2 separate regions of the Oryctolagus cuniculus genome follow, and region 2 is linked to region 1. The links are chromatin contacts, called in public Micro-C maps. All regions are on one chromosome and are shown on one strand. Each heading gives the region's core, a stretch centred on a gene start, on an enhancer-like site or on the middle of the called end of the contact. The rest is flanking DNA. Distances are from core to core; before and after follow the strand shown. Region 1 holds the start of MED13L (mediator complex subunit 13L). Region 2 has its middle 45 kb from the start of MED13L.

Region 1 (2,700 bases), core at 60-2,559:
AAACAAATTCGTAGTCTCCCGGGCACATAGCTATACATACAGTAACTCATGCACAAAGCACACATTTAAAGACCACGCATTGCAATTATTAGTCTAAACACCAGGTTGAACAACGTGAATGTTTTCGGAGCTAGGTAATACGACCCAATAAAAAGCAAAGATGGCATTTACCACCAAATGTCACTGCCACCGCCAGGAAAGAGTTGCCGGAGCCCTATACATTTTTAATTTCGATGGATCCAGACGCCGTCGTCGGGTGCCGGGCTTCCGCGAGAACAATTGACACCCTAACTGCTTCAAGATTAAGGCAGGCGATGCAAATCCAGAGGAAAAGTTGTCAATTATCAGAGAGCGAGAGCGCGAGAGGCGAAGGCAGATAAAAGCGATGTTATCACACCGCCCAGCTTGTTGCTTTTGTGTGTGTGTGTGTGTGTGGATTTGTTGTCAGCAGAGAGAAAACAGTTTTTAGAAGACACAGGGGGAGAGGGAGGAGACGCTCTCTCCGCCCTCCGTCGGCTCGGGGGCCTGGCTCTCGGGGCTCCGGCGCGGGGAGCCCCGGGAGGCGGCCGGCAGGTCCGTGTTTACGAGCGCCGGAGCTCCGGGGGCGACGGTCCTTTAGCCACACAATCGCATTCAATCAACTGCTTTCGGGCGAAATTGCGGCTGTCATTATGGAATTTAAAAAAAAAAAAAAAATTCAAAAGGCAGGCGGGCGGCCGATCCGACAAGAGGGGCAAAGGCTGCTGCTGATGGCAGGCGCGGGGAGCACCAGGCAAAGCCTTCCACGTTTAGGAAGGAAGGGAGAGGAGAGGGAGAGGGGGAAAAAAAAAAAAAAAAAAAAAAAACGGGGAAGAGGGGAGGGGAAGGGGGGTGTGATTGCAACAGAGGGTGGGCGTTCGAAGTGCGACCCAGAATCCGCAGCTTGGAGACTTCCACATGCAAATTCCACGCCGAGCGCTGCGCTCACAAATGATTTTTAAAGAGCCAAATAAACACTGGATGGGATCCAAGGCGAGGGAGCGACGATCCAAAAGGGGGAGAATCAGCTAGAGGCGAACGGCGGGGAGAGGCGAGGGAGGGGCGAAGTCCCGGCGGCGGGAGGAGAAAGTTGGTCGGCGGCGGAGGTCGGAGACCCCCCCCCCCCGGCCTGCCCCCTCCCCACGGCCCGGCTACTCACCAGCGAGAAGAGGTTGGAGTGACAATCCTCCAGGCTCGCCCCGTTCGCCACCCAGTTCGCTGCCGCAGTCATGATCCTCCGCGAGCCCGGCCGCCAGAGCGGGGCATGTCGGAGCGAGGCGTCCGAGGCGAGGCCGGGCCGGGCGGCGGCGCCTCGCCGGGGAGCGCGGAGCGGCCGGGCCGCCGCCGCCGCCGGAGGAGGAGGAGGAGGAGGAGGAGGAGGAGGGCGGGAGGGCCGGCGGGCGGGCGGGAGGCGCCGCGGCGACGCCGCGCCGGGGGCGGCGGGCCCGGGCCGGCGGGGGGGTCCGCGGCGGCCGCGCGGCTCCTTCCTGCTCGGGCGGCGGCGGCGGCGGCGGCTGCGGCGGCGGCGGGGGGCGCTGTCCGCGCGGCCCGGCGCCCTCCCCGCCTCTCAGGGCCGCCGCTGCCTCCCGGGCCGGCGCTACGGGCCGGCCGCCGCCTCCGCCTTCCCTGATCCTCAGCCGCCGCCGCTGCCGCCGCCTTGTTTATCTCCAGCCACCGACTCCCCCTCGGGCCCCGCCGGCGCGTGAGGGGAGGCGAGCCCCGGAGCCGCCGCCGCCGCCGCCTCGGAGCCGCCGCCGCCGCGGAGCGCGAACTCGCGAAGGGGGGGGTGCGGACGAAGCCAGCGGGCGACCCCGGCAGCCGAGCGACGTCCCCTCCTTCCTCTTCCTCCCCCACCCCCCCCTCCTCCCCAGTCAGCCTCGCTTCTCCTCCCTCCCCGGGCTCGCTCGCTCTGACAGCAATGGCGGCCGCCGACCGCGGCTCGGCTCGCCATTGGCTGCCGCTGCGTCACGTGACGGGCGCCGGCCGCGCGGGGGGGCGGGGGGCGGGCGGGGGAGGGGCCCGGAGCGGCGGCGGCGGCGGCGGCGGCGGCGGCTCGCGGGAGGCGCTGCTGAGCCGAGAGCAGCCGCGTTCTCCGGCCGGGAAGAGGGAGGGAGCCGGAGAAGGAAAGAAAGAAGTGCAGGCGGCCGGCTCCCGTGGCGGGCGGCGGGCAGCCGACCCGAGGCTGCCGTGGGCGGCCGCGCGCTCTCGCGGGGCGCGGATCCTGGCGCGTTGGGGGCGCGATCGCCGGCCCCGAGCGGACCTGGTGTAGCTGCAGCCCCGCGGCCCTCGCCGGTGCTGCCGACCGCCCAGGCCAGCCGGTGTGACGAGGGCTCCCGTGGGCCGGGCAGAGGGTCCAAGTGCTTCGGAGTGTCCATCGAAGCCTCTACGCCTTTTGCCGAGGGGGAAGTCAAAGCACAGGGAGCTCAAGTCACTTGCCCGAGGTCTTGGGATTCGAACCCTTGCCACCAGCGTGCAGTGCAGCCAGGCTCGTACTGTACGCCAGGCCCTGTGCGTTCAATACAGACATGCTGGAGCGCGGGGATCCTAGTTCCTGTGTGCATTCATTCATTCATTGCATAAACGTCCCCTGAGCTCTTGCTCCATGCTGGGTCTGTTATAACTGCCGGGCATTGCGCTAACGCTGTGTTGGGAGCAGACGCTCCGCAGCGGGCCTCGGTCGGG
Region 2 (2,700 bases), core at 166-2,665, 45 kb after region 1:
CGCCTACAAGGGGCACACCGGCCCCACTCCGTTAAAAGGATAATTTTCCAAAGAGGGCAGGTCATATTTCACACTGCACTGCCAAGGTATAGGGAGCCAGTAAAAGGAGGCATTTACCGCCGTATTTATTTTGACTGGCGAAACAGGTCATGGCTGTAAAAAAGCAGCTTCTGAGGAAGAGGCAGCCCCGCCGGCTCTGGGCTCCCTCTTTCTACCCACACACACGCTGCTTCAAGCATTCCACAGCTGCTGCCAACCTTCCTGGCAGGCTCTTATTTCTTTACATGTATGTTGCATTCCATCTGTTGAATCCGAGCTGTGTGCCATTCGTGGGCTTTGGCAAGGCCTGGCAAGGTGGCGTGGCCTGTTCCAGCTTGTTCTCAGCACGCCCCGGGACACGAGCAGAAGGGGGCTGCGGGGAGGGAAGGGGTCCCGTTTCCTCTGTAGCTCGGGCGTGGGGGTGAGGGGGTGGTGCCTGGAGTCACAAAGGGAAATTGCACAGCAGTTTCTCTCCAGATGTGGTTGTACCACGTGTGCACGGGCTCCTGCCTTGCACTCTCCACGGAGGGGTGTCTGGGTACAGACTTCGGTCTCTGACACGCAGCCAGAAAACGAAAAGTGATGGAGAAAAGTAACTGGAGGAAGACCGACTCATCCTCACGGATCCGGGGTGGCCCGAGAAACCCTCAGCTGGGACCCAGGGGGGGTCCCAGCGCCTGGAACACAGCCCTGAACTCAAGCTATACATTATTCTCGAGAACCATGAAGCCCTTGGTTGGTGGAGCCGAAGCAACATGCTGGGATTTGGATCCGATTTCATCCACTTGGAAGACAGGAAAGCCAGGTTTTATGCAGTGCCAAAACATCTGGTGAATTCAGTTAAAAAAAAAAAAAAATGCGCCAGGCTGGTGGGGGTAGAAAGCAAAACCCTGCGGGAACAGTCGTTGGGTACTGGGCCGAGGAGGGACTCAGGAGGCTCGCTTCTCCATCGGGTGCCCGTGGCCGAGCCACGCTCTTTCGAATGGGGAAGTGAGGGCCCGGAAGGAGAGAGCGGCAGGCGCGATGGGGTTAAAACGTCAAGTTCACCCTTCGGGAAACAGGGGAGCGCACGCCAGCCAAGAGCGTGAACAGAATCTCGCTGTTGGAAGTGGAATTTGCTCACCTGAAGCGGGAGAAGTGACAGGGCACAGGAAAAGGCAAGGTCCAGGCTCCTAATGAGAAACAGCCGCCCAGAACTAAAATGAGTTGTGTAATCCCAGTTGGCTAGCTGGAAAGAGCGGGAGGCGAAAGGAGAGCAGGAACAAGTTTCAGATGTGATTCAAGGGGTCCTGGAGCCAGTCCTGACCCTCTGGGGTGGAATTTCTGACTCTCTCCTCTGCCTTGCTCAGAGGAGGAAACTGTATCTGACCGCGCATGTTGCTTTTTATAGAATTACTCTTTCTTGCCAACTTCCTCCAGAGCACAAGATCATCCCTCATCGGCTCCGAACAAGACGCCAATCGTGAGATGCAAGTGAGGCGGTGACTGTCCTGTTCGCACCAAGCACAGCCCGGGCCCCGGAGCAGAAGCCCGACACGGGGAGGCGTTTGTCAGCGGAGCCCCGCCTGGGAAACACAACATGTTCTCGCAGGTTGCAAACCGTCTGGCTCCCGCGTTAGGCTTTCTCTTTTCTCCCACTTCTCCTCACTTGGATCTCCTCGTTGGGCTTTGCCGGGGGCCAGGTTCGCACGTGCCAGTTGCCGAGCGGATAACGGATGGTTCGCCAGCCTAGTGATGTGTGAGCGATGAAGAGGCAGGCAGGCAAGTGTGCCCTCACGGATGACGAGACTCCCCAGGATCGCCAGCCCCGGCCTGGCTGGGGGTTCAGGGGGCCCAGGACGGAGTGATGGAATTCCCCAGGGTTGGGCGGCCGAGACCCTCCTTGTCCCGCTGATCAGGGAATGGGGGTCACTTCTTGCATGGCAAGGTCTGGGGGCGCTCTGACGCCCAGAGGGGGCGTAAATGGCATAGAAACTGTTGGCTTGGCGCTCTCTCTCTCTCGCTCGCTCTCTCTCTCTTGTTACAAATGGGCTTTGTTTGCAGAGAAGTTGGAACGCGTGCTGGAGATTGGAGCAGGTCTCCTGCCAGCCTCTCGCAGCTCTGAGGGATATCCAGTTTTAGGTTTGCAGCAATACACTCTGGCTCGCTGAAACTGCCTCTCGGCGTTGCCAGGATGTGTCCCAAACTACAAAATGCACACAAGAACCTCTCGACATGATGACTGTGTGGCCCAAAGTCAGAGGGGTGGGAGAGCCGCTTGTCCCCAGCCACACTGTCCTCCGGGGTCACCCGGGACAATTATCATTCATGGGATTCCAGCCCCCGGTCTGACCAGTTCTCTTAGCTGCTAGAACACAGTGTTAAAGACTGAGGAGTCAGCCTCACCCATCACATGGCCACCAATGGCATCCCGACCTGGGCTGTGCCACACAAGGGCCTGGGGACAGTCCAGTGGGGCCCTTCCCACTTGTTCCTAGGACAAACTTCCATATATCCCACTGGCTCTGAATACTCTTCATCCACTGAACCTGGACACAGAGTGTCTTCTTTTGGATCTTTAACTGGACCAAGCGCCCTCCTGCCTCAGGGCCTTTGCACGTGCGATTTCTCCTGCCAGGAATCCTCTTTGCCTAGTTACTTTCCTGTTCCTCATCCAGCATT

Evidence for each region. Hi-C and Micro-C count contacts between places; a contact is called where the count stands out from the background.
Region 2: a contact with region 1 is called in a Micro-C map of ear pinna, with 5 times the contacts expected there. The contact joins the enhancer-like site here to the promoter of MED13L in region 1. A contact is called at or near these places in 4 of 6 Hi-C or Micro-C datasets (ear pinna, psoas muscle, skin fibroblasts and 1 more).

Annotation. Positions count from the first base shown.
Region 1 is chr21:12,781,434-12,784,133 of mOryCun1.1, forward strand. It overlaps MED13L (mediator complex subunit 13L), which reads right to left and starts at 1,310. Exons shown (of 32, transcript XR_007911907.2): 1 at 1,178-1,310.
Region 2 is chr21:12,826,301-12,829,000 of mOryCun1.1, forward strand. No RefSeq gene overlaps it. Among named protein-coding and RNA genes, the nearest start is that of MED13L, 45 kb to the left of the region's middle. Within about 2 kb of position 1,416, at least 5 of the 8 cell types and tissues checked have an H3K27ac peak or open chromatin away from gene starts, as enhancers often do. A contact at or near this core is called in ear pinna, where this site is marked.